2 separate regions of the Mus musculus genome follow, and region 1 is linked to region 2. A link is a contact called in public Hi-C data. All regions are on one chromosome and are shown on one strand. Each heading gives the region's core, a stretch centred on a gene start, on an enhancer-like site or on the middle of the called end of the contact. The rest is flanking DNA. Distances are from core to core; before and after follow the strand shown. Region 1 overlaps Gm36819 (a long non-coding RNA gene). Region 2 has its middle 50 kb from the start of Gm36617.

What was found. Hi-C and Micro-C count contacts between places; a contact is called where the count stands out from the background.
Region 1: a Hi-C map of the N1E-115 cell line shows a contact between it and region 2, with 4 times the contacts expected there. The contact joins two enhancer-like sites. A contact is called at or near these places in 1 of 39 promoter capture datasets (cranial neural crest) and 2 of 484 Hi-C or Micro-C datasets (the N1E-115 cell line and nephron progenitors).

Annotation. Positions count from the first base shown.
Region 1 is chr15:59,823,818-59,828,814 of GRCm38.p6, reverse strand. It overlaps Gm36819 (a long non-coding RNA gene), which reads right to left. Exons shown (of 3, transcript XR_384128.2): 2 at 1,624-1,693; 3 at 1-654. Among named protein-coding and RNA genes, the nearest start is that of Gm36819, 2.9 kb to the right of the region's middle. Within about 2 kb of position 2,519, at least 42 of the 459 cell types and tissues checked have an H3K27ac peak or open chromatin away from gene starts, as enhancers often do. A contact at or near this core is called in the N1E-115 cell line and nephron progenitors, where this site is marked.
Region 2 is chr15:59,193,913-59,199,262 of GRCm38.p6, reverse strand. No RefSeq gene overlaps it. Among named protein-coding and RNA genes, the nearest start is that of Gm36617, 50 kb to the left of the region's middle. Within about 2 kb of position 1,357, at least 177 of the 459 cell types and tissues checked have an H3K27ac peak or open chromatin away from gene starts, as enhancers often do. A contact at or near this core is called in the N1E-115 cell line and nephron progenitors, where this site is marked.

The DNA of each region.
Region 1 (4,997 bases), core at 1,270-3,769, 630 kb before region 2:
ATCTCTAACTCTGTAACTCTGAGCTAGTCCATCCCTCTGCCTCACTCTGGAATATTTTAAGATGGAAGGTCCCTTCCCCAGCCAGCATCTGGTGGTGCCTGTCTAGTGGAGAGCAGAGGGGCAGGTGCTTGTTCCTGTTTGCAACACTTCCGCTGGCCTGAAGATGGCACCTCTGAGTCAGAAAGAAGCCAGTTTCTGCAGCCTCAGCTTCCAAGCATCTAAGTGCCTAGCAGACGGGATCTAGGGAAATCTATTGCTTGTTGCCTGAGGCAGTGAATGACTCCGCTTCCTTCCTTGCCTACCCCGCTTCTCCCAGTGCCCTCATATGGGGAGGCAGCTGGCTCTGTCATCCAGGTCCTGTTTCTTGCTGGTTGGCCTTGCGCAAAGGCACCCTGCTTTCCTGAGGACTCTTTCACTGTCAGCAAAAGGAGAATTACAGTCCCGGACTTAGTGCGAACTTCACATCAGATGCAGAGCACCGTGCCAAGCACCTGGTGGGGGACTCGTGAAGGATGGCTTCCATTTCTTCCAGGCCTTCCCCAGAATGTGGTCAGCACAGGAGAGGAATGAGTGGGACGACGAGGGAAGAGGAGATGACTCCAGAAAGATGACGTCACTCTGTGACAGGATGCTTCTGCTCGTATATGCCTGGTACTGCGGGGAGTGAATAAAGTCCTGAGTGAATGTTTGTTGGTGACAGGAAAAGGGCCACGAAAGTGGTCACGTCAATGCCACCAATGCCTCAGACTCACGGGAATTAGAAAGCCTTTCCCTGGTGCATGGATATTGGATACTGGCAGAAAATGTCCAGGGCAGCTTCCTCCTCCCGTGTGTTCACAGCCCGAGACTGCTCCCCATAGAGACCCCCACCAAGACTAGTTAAGTCTGCCCTCCTCCTTCAGCTGCATACTACACACTTGTTCAGCTGTGGACAGCCAACCCAGCTCCTTAGTACGGGTGTATGAAATGAACTGCTGAGTTCTATCAGAGCACATGACCCACCTGGTCCCAGCTTTCCTGCGCCTGTGCCTTTGTGCCTGCTTTCTTTTATTCCCTGTTGCCCCAGTCAGGTCAGTCCCTAAGCTGTTCAACTGTGTCCCTTCAAGGACCCATGTCTGTTTACTCTCCCCCTCGTCTCCCAAAGCCAGAGAGCAACGGTTGCCTTTCTGAATGAATAATGCAGCGGCTGCATTACGATCACCCTGCCCTTTGCTAGGCCTTTTGTGGGCTTTGACCTTACATATGCATATAGAGCTGCCATCTTTCCATATCCAGCTTCTGTGGCATGACCATGCTCTGTAAATGCATGGCTTTTACCGTGCAGTTTACTCTTCATATACTGAGCACCTCTGGGCACATGGCTGCCTGCTCAGTGTTCAACAGATGAGAGGTCCTGGAGGCTTGGCTGGCCTTCAGGCCAGAGATCCTGCTGCTAAGAAGGATGCACAGAGCCATCCAGGGTAAAGAAGACTCAAACGCTAGAAAATTAAGGCAAAAGACCATTGTACACCATTCCTCACATTCACATCCCAAGTGTTCTTTGGTTGTGATCACTTGATCTCTGTAGAGAGCTGAGTACCACCATCAGCAGATGGGGAAACTGAGTCTGTGAAGGAGACTTACCCAGGATGGCAGAGCCAGACAGAAGGACAGGGTCCTCTACTCCAATGAGCCAGTCTCAAGAGAGTGGGTCCTAGACAACAAGTAGTTTCAATGGTGTGAAAATGAGAACCACAGTATATTTTTAAAAATCATAAAGAGCTGGCTTCTGTCATGTGACTCACCAGCCCCAGGCCTGCGTGAGGCTGGGGTTGTATTTGTCCCAACACAAAGCTTTTAAGGAATGAATTGCCATGATCCTTGCATTGCGTTTGAAGAAACGCAAGCTCTCTTGGGGAATGGCTAGGTTGCAGGTCACAAGTTACTACACAGAGCCATGGTAGCGCAAGGAATAAGCCCCAAGCCTTCCCTGGGGAGTGGAAACTGCAGAGAGCATGACACATGACTTTTTTTTTTTCAAGGATGCTAACAAAGAGTTCAAACAGAGAAGGCATGTGATACAGAGGTCGGGGGCAGAAGACAGGGTATCCATGGAGAAGCTTGGGAAACGGATCTGCTCTGTCAGGACACTGAGACCATGTGTGAAACACAGCCTTCAAGAGCCTCTTCCCAAGGAGACTGCAGCGCTCTAAAAATGCTCCTGGGGAAGGAAAGCACACCAAATTTCTAATCTGTGGGGGGAGGGAGGGACTCTGAGGAAAAGGAAATGTCCCACCCACTCTTCCATGCACCCCCAACCCCAAGGAATCTGGGCCACCAGAGCAAGACCCTCTGGGTTCTTATTAATGAGCCTGTCGAAGATTCTGCCCAGCGTCCACAGACCGTGGAAATAATTCATAGCGACAGAGCGTGTTTATGTGGGATGACTGCCAACCTCTGGTTTCTTCAGCCTCAGTGCTCCCTCTCGCTCCACTGACCAACCAAGGCCTGTTAGGAGTCTGCCCTCAGCGACAGAAGCCAGAGAACACCCAGATGCTCCCCTCCAGAACCACCTGTCCCCAGCAAGGTCAAAGAAGCCACTCTCTTGGGCTCTGTATGGTCATCGCCCTGGTAACCTAAGAGGTTATTTCTCCCTCCCTAACCCAGTGAAATTCTGAGGGGGCTTTCTGGCTCCTGGTACATTTCTCAGAAATGCACTGGAGAGGCTTGGCATGACCTCAGGGAGAAGGCTAACCAGAACACAGATGCAAAGAGCAGAGCTTGCCTCTTGCCTCAGCCTGCAGAGGCCAAGGCTCAGCCCCAGACTTCCTCACGTCCTCACCCAGAGCCATTACGGGACCTCAGTTCTGGTGTTCTCACAAAGGGGTCCCGAAGAAGACCCACTGAACAGTGTACCATCGCCACCTCTACCACAAAAGCCAAACTCACCCATCAAATGCAAGAAATGGTCAACTGCATCACAGATATGGCAGAGGGGAGCCACCCTCTCTGATTTAAAGTTTCTCGTGAGTCTTGTGATGCCACAAGGGGACACAGCGTGGCATCCATCTCTGCAGGTTGTAAGCTTGTATTTAAACAGGGTTTGTGAGGGTTTTAAAGTCAAGTGTGTCCGCATCAGCCAAGGAAAAGTTCAGGGCATTTGCTCAAACATAGGCAGCAGAGGGATGGCTGAACTGAGAGTGAGGCTTGCTCTGTGACTAATGAGAACTAGGAAAGCTTCTCACGATTCCCTGTGCTGGGAGGTTCACTCATCTCTTGAAAGTGTGAGTTAACCAGCTAAGCATGCTTGTTATACACTCCATGCCAGCTTAGAGAGAAGACCCATCAATATACATATCCACGCAGTTATGAGCATCCAAGGACACACATTGAAAAGTACAAGTGCCGTCAACTATTTCTCATGGTAGTTTTGTTCCATAGAACTGCCATGGATATTTTAGTTATTAAACCATTGCTCCGAGGGGAAACAGAGGGTTAGGCTTTTCATAGCTTCTGCTCGTATCATTTCATCAACCGTCCAAACGCATCCTTATTTTATGTGTTTTTGTGAGCAGCATCTTACTTAATAGACTGGATGCGTTCACGCTGATTTCACAGGCAACAGCGCTGTCTCAGGCTGTATGAAATTTATCTCACATTCACTGAAAAAGTGAGTTGAAAAAGTGTTTTTACAGTATGAACTAAAATGAGAAGCCTTGCTCTACATCCCCAGGAGCATAGATGTGTGCTAGCCCAAATTTCACACCACTGCTGAAGTTCATGAATAGCTGAGGATGTTCTTCAAGAACCTACCTGGGGACCATATACAAACAGTAGCACATAAGAGACTTTGAAAATATACACTCTACATAATAAAAATTGTGTGCATGTACATTTATGTGTACATACATAATAATCGATATGATATAGGTATAGGTGTAAGCTATATTGCATGACTGTGGTCCCGGGATGCAGGCCACCAGGAACCACCCTCTCCAGTGTTCTAGGACCCACTGGTTGGCCTCAATGGCTTTAGAGAGCAGCGCTAGACTTGTCCCTTAGCTGCACTGAAGCCAGAGCTCATGCAAGGAGTATTTTGTGAAGCTCTCCCTGAAGGCCATGTCTGAAGCACCCCACGATTGCCCTCACCCCAGAAGTCTCCTTCCAGCCGCCTGCAAATCAGAGCCAGCTGAGACTCAAAGGTCCCCCCCAGTGCCTGCTCCTTGAAGCCCACACGGGCTGCCTCAGCTTCTGACTATGTCCACACCCTCACTGCTAGGCACAGAAGAAGGATGCTATATCTGATGCATCTGTCTGTGTGCTGATCATCCGGCAAAGGACTTGGTGTCCAGAAGCCCTTTAAACACAGAGTCACTGAATGTTAGAGATAATCCCAGTCCAGGCCCCTCAAAGTGAGCGTCCTGAACAAATTAGAATGGTCCGAAATGCAGGTTCCCAGATGCCTCCCTACACCTGTGAATGTGAACTTCAAAGGCAGGTGTCACTACTCTGCCCTATAACAAGTTTTCCAGTATGTTCTAATGATGCCTACTATGTTTTCAAAGCTCTGTGTCAATTATGCACACCTCACCACACTTTTACAGATAGGGAATTCAAGTGTGGCAATAGAACTTGTGTCCCCAAGGTCACCCAGATAGGTAAGGCTAGTTGTGGAACAAAAGCCCAGCCCCCACCTAACACTTCGCTCCTTAACATTCCATGACAATGAGGACACTCACAGGTGCAGAATGGAACTCTGCCCTTGGTGTGTGTCAAGACAAGTGAGCCCTCCCGTCTTCTTCTCTCCCCTCCCTTCCCTCCTCTGGCACCTTCTCTTCTGTCCCCAACCCCATCTTGAGGAAATAGCTTAAGCTTTCTGTGAGCCCATTTCCTTTGCATATGAAGTGGGAATACATACACTCACACACATAGCCACAACACACGTACACATAGACACATAAACAGACACACACAAAGAGACAGATACATATAGACAGACACAGAGACACACATACACC
Region 2 (5,350 bases), core at 108-2,607:
GGATTCAGGGCCCAATCTACTCTTTGCAATTAGCTCATCTTAACTAAATACATCTGAAAAGACCCTACTTTCAAATATGTTTGCCTTCTGGATTCCTCTAATAGACTCGAATAGCAGAAGGTGGGGTGTAGGGGAAGACCCCATCAGTGAATTCAGTAAAACTGATGCACATGTACATATGGTTTGTCCATTAACTCTTTTTTTTCTCTCTGGTTAGATTGAAAGACCCAGGAGGCAAGGAATTGGTTTTCTTACTCATCTTTTAATGTCCAGTGCCCAGGCCAGTCTGATCCATGGTATGGGTTCCCTCAATATTTATGTGAAGAATGAATGAGTTTCAAATCTTAGAATGTCCAAGCCATTGAGTCTCTAGGATTAAACTCTCAGAAATCCTAGGTTCCTGGTCACCAGTCACCTATTAGGTCAAGCAAGAAGATACTAAATGGGTAGGCTTACTGCCTCAACCATCCCCAACTCCACTCTAACCATTATTGGGTGTATATCTGTAAGATAAGTTCTGTTTCTATGGGGAAGATGGTTCAGTAGTTAAGAGCATTTGCTGCTCTTCCAGAAGTCTGGAGTTCCATTCTTAGCACCTATGTCAAGTGACTCAGAGCTGCTTCTAACCGCAGGTCCAGGGTACTCTAACAGCCTCTTCTGCGCTCCATTGGCATACACACAGGTGTGTGCATATCCACACACTCATAAGTAAAGATTTAAAAGTGAGGAGACACCATGAGTTTAGACCCCTATTATATACATAAGGAGCAGGTCCTGAGCTGTGAAGGAGACTGCCTGTGGTCACCACCTTGTGGGGAAGAGACAAGGCTGAGACTCGTGTAATTGGCGCCTCACATGAGAACCTTGGCCTCTGCTCCTCTCCTGCCAAGACATCCAATGTGAGGAGCCTTTAGAATTTGCCCTTTCTGGGACCCTGTTCTTCTACCCAGAGCAACTTCTGAGAGAAGCAATGGAGCCTGTGGTATGTGCCCCTTCCCCATAGCTCCTAAGGGCCCTTTGTGCCAAATTATGTGGACATTCCCCAGGCCTATTTTAGACAGATCCATCTGCCAACAGGTCACAAGCCTTCGTGTTCCCCTCTGAGCTGAGTGAGATACACTGGCCTCTCTGCTTGTAAGCACACCCTTTACTTTCTTGGAAACTGAAGCCAAGCAAGGGAGGGTAGGCTCAGAGGCTCTGGATGGAAGGGGTGGGGTGAACTGTCAGAGGAAGGGGTCTGTTTTGCAGACCTGGCTAGAGAAGAAAAAAAAAAAACTGCACTGATTATCTCCCAGGCCAGCTGCAGAAACAAAGGCCTCGGCTCAGCAGCAGGTTATAAATAGCCCAGAGTCCACTCCCAGCCACTTGAAAACAGGGAGATTTTTTCCTGTGTTAGAGGAACAGGGCTTTAAGCTATGCTAGCTCTTTCCACATCTCCCCACCCCCGAAGGGCTGTGATTTAAGTCTTAGCACCATTGCTGGGAGCAAGGATCGCACTGCCCCGATAAACAATGATTAATTCATTGCCAAGTTCAAAACAGAAAAAAAAGTAAAAGAAAAAGGCATTCCTTTGGAAGCCTTCCCTTTCATTTGGCACAGACACTGACCCATGAGACCAACAGGGCAGTTTCTCTGCAAGCTCATAGCCCTGGCTTTTCCTGGGTCCTCTCTGGAACTGGATACACAGGGATGGAGACAAGGCAGGGTGTACGGAGACTGGAATTGCTAACGTGGGAGATGGGAAAGAGCAGGTATGAACTTGACTGTGTACTCAGGTGCTCTGAGATGAACAGATCCAGTGTGGGGGATGGTACTTTTACATTCACTCTAGAGGGCAGCCACCCCATAACTGAAGAAAATGAGGAGTCAGGTCTCAGTGTGAACATCCTTGACACCACCCCCACCCCCACCCTGGACCCACTCACTGCGACCCAAAGCACCATTTATATCCACCCCTTATCTGACCTTCACAGCAACTGTTGTGTTTTTTTACTAAGATGTGCCCACTTATTATTTTAAAAGCTTAAAATTTTCAGGGGGAAAAAAAAGACATAAAATGCTAAGGCTCTGAGACAGTCACATTTGTGCAAACATCTTTTCTTATTGTACATACAGATGGATTTAATTTACCTAAAATTATGGCCTTGGAAAGAGGTAGACGGAACGGGGCCTGGAGAGGTAGCTCAGGTGGTAGAGTGCTTGCCTTGCGTGCATGAAGCCCCGGCATCATAAACTGCCTGTGGTGGTGCATATTTACATTCTAGCACTCAGGAGGGCCAGAAGTTCAAGGTCACCTTGGTCACCAAAGCAAAATGTAAGCCAGCCTGGGATACATGAGACCCTGTCTAAAAGAGGAGGGTGAGACATTCAGCTAGGTACCTGAGGAAGGTTTAAATCGGGAATTATGGGTGTGGGCAGAGTTAGGAAAGGCAGCAAGGACTCCCGAAGAGCATTGCCCAAGAGCAATGGACAAAAGCTGTAACTGCTTGTGGGGCTGAAGGGCAAGTGATGGAAACAGAGCTTGCTGGGAACTGTAGCCTTAGAAGAGACACAGCCAGCCCTGGCAAGCCAACAGAGACGGTACTAGAGGAATAACCACCGCCCTTACCTCACGCTCCTCCCATACCCCAGCTACTGATGCCTCCTGCTGACCAACTTAGTGGGCAGGGAGTTAGAGTTGGCAGCCAACACCTCAGTAGGGTAGGCAGGAGAGGCCAGCATGAAGCATCCATTGTGCCCACTATGATCCTGCGTTTATTTTCCAGTGGCAAATCAAACCATGTCTAACGCATGAATGAGCATCATCAACAGTATCTCTGGGTAGATGGATATGCAGCCAACTCCTCACCAGGGATGTAGGCAAAGCTATGCTGAGCAGATCTGAACATAAAAAACATCCTTGTGCACAGAAGATGCGCTTATTCTCATTTCTCTTTGACACACTTTAGAAACTGAGGCAGGAGCTAGAGATTTGCCTCATTCACATAGAAGCAATGTGACTTCACAGAATTTTTTTTTCCCTCACCAACGGACTGCTTTTAGAATCAAAATAGGAAAGAATAATGAACTCTTTAGTTTTGAAGAAAAAACAAACTTTTTCTTCTCCTGAAAGTCCCCTCACCCACATGGCTCTGAACAGGTGGGGGATGGCACTAAGGGACAAGGGTACCTCAGGTCCGGGGACAGAGTCTGGGAAAAGCCGGGATCATAGTTTAAGGGACAGTTGTGCACAGGGAAGAAGCCAGCAAGGACACAGGGAGAGGAGGAAATGAAGGCTTCAGAGAGGAGCAGAGAGGGAGACATTATTACACCATTACACTATTACAGTGGCTTCACAGCCGCTGCCTGGAAAGTTGGAAAGTTCTCTAGAGGCCTTCTGTGGAGAAGAAAGGCTTGCACGGTATCACAGCTGGGAAGGACGTCAGACAGAAGCTGGTGGGAGGCAATTGGCACCTATGCTTCTCAGGCGGGTAGGACCTGGGACGAGGTAGGCTCATTCAATACACACTTCTTTCTTGCTGGAAAATCAGGGAGGCGAGGACAAAATGCTTTGTTCGATTTTTGATATTCAACAAATATTTACTGAGGTATGGGTACACAGGAACTTCAACAAGATAATTTTCCTGTTTTCCAAGAAATCAGAAAGTGCCACGCACTTGAAGTCAGGTGATGGGTGAGTGAGGGCTTCTGGGAATTGCTTGGAATTTTGTCTCTTTTGCTGGAACATTCTCGTGTCCTCTGCTCTTGCATCCTCCCACCCCTCCACCCCATCCACTCAGTACTGCTGAAGTTAATGTGTTCTTCCCTCATCTGTGTCCCACAGCGCCCTTCCCACGCCTCTCTCAGACATGATCCCATGGCATAGAGCAAGAGTTTAGAGTTTCAGAGTCCCATGGGCTTGGTTTCTATGCCTCCTCTGCTCCTCCCTAACTTGGTATCTTTCCACCTCCTCACCTGAAGAATGGGAGCAACACTGCCTCCCCAGGGGTGCTGTGAGAATGGAGTCATCATCAGCATCCAAAGGGTAAGGCCCACAATGGAACACACTGGATGAGGAGGAAGAGTTGGATCAGCCAGAGGGAAGAGTACAGCAGATACCCACCCTCGGCCCAGGAGTGAGACATGTACTGGACAAGAGGCAGGAGGAGAGATGGAGCTATCAGAATACATTTCTGGAACTTTCTAATGGTGGGGCTATGGACAAGCTGCTGGCCTCTCTACACTTCAGTTGACATGGGAAAGAGAAGGATAAACAGGCCTCTTCTCACAGAGATACTGGCGAGGCTCTTCAGGGAGAGGGCAGAAAAATTTCAAGTCTACCAAGGAGCCGGTGGCTGCTGAGTCTCCCTTTGTCACTCCTGCCAGCAGCACCCCGTTTGGCTGGGTTGCTTTCCACGAGGTGAGCCACCTTGGAGCTTCACAATCTAGGATTTCCTGGATCTGGAGCCTAGGCCAGACAGAGGGTTGTCCTCCAGCGCACGAGGAGCCGGCTGTGCTGATTCCAGGGCCCTGCAGAGTGCCCATCTGCTGGGTCTGCCAAGGCCAGAGCAATGAGGTGGAGGCCAGGGAAAGTGTCCCGGTGTCTGAGCTGGATGCCAGGCTGGGCACGGACTTGCTGCTTGCCATGTTGTCCCCACAGGCGCCGCCAGGCTGGCCCTTTCCCTAGAGTAGCCACGGCCTTTGGCCTAGGTTGTCATGGAGACAGTCTTCCTCCGAGGCCCCGGCTTCAGTCTCTGGCTCTCAGCTTGTTCTTGACAGGGAGTCCTCCCCTCTTGACAGGGATTCCTCCCCACTTCCCCAGCTGATTTATTTCTCCCAATAGGCAGCCTCTTGCTTTCAGTCATTCATTCAGTCATTCATTTATTCTGAGGATAAACAAATATGGGGTGCCTCCTACAGGCCACACTCATGTCAGGTGACCAGATACAAAAGTCCCGACTCTGTGGAGACTATACTCTAGTTGGGAAGATAGACAACAGACAAGTAAGAAATACATATAACACAAGAACAATGATATAGAAGTGACATTTGAGCAGAGGCCGGCAGAGGCAAGCAGCCATATTGGTGTCTGGGAAAAGACCCTTCTGAGGGGGATGACAGTGGTGTGGAAACCTCACATCTGAAGGGGCTGCAAGGTCTGAGGAGCATAAGCAGCCGGGAGGGTCCAGTGCAGGGGACGAGGCCGTGCTGGTACTCAAGGCTTTGACACCCAGAGTTCTGAACAAAGCCAAAGAGACTGCATGTCATATTCAAAGATGTGGAGAGTGCTCCCACCGAAGGAGTCAAAGATGTGGAGAGTGCTCCCACCGAAGGAGTCAAAGATGTGGAGAGTGCTCCCACTGAAGGAGTC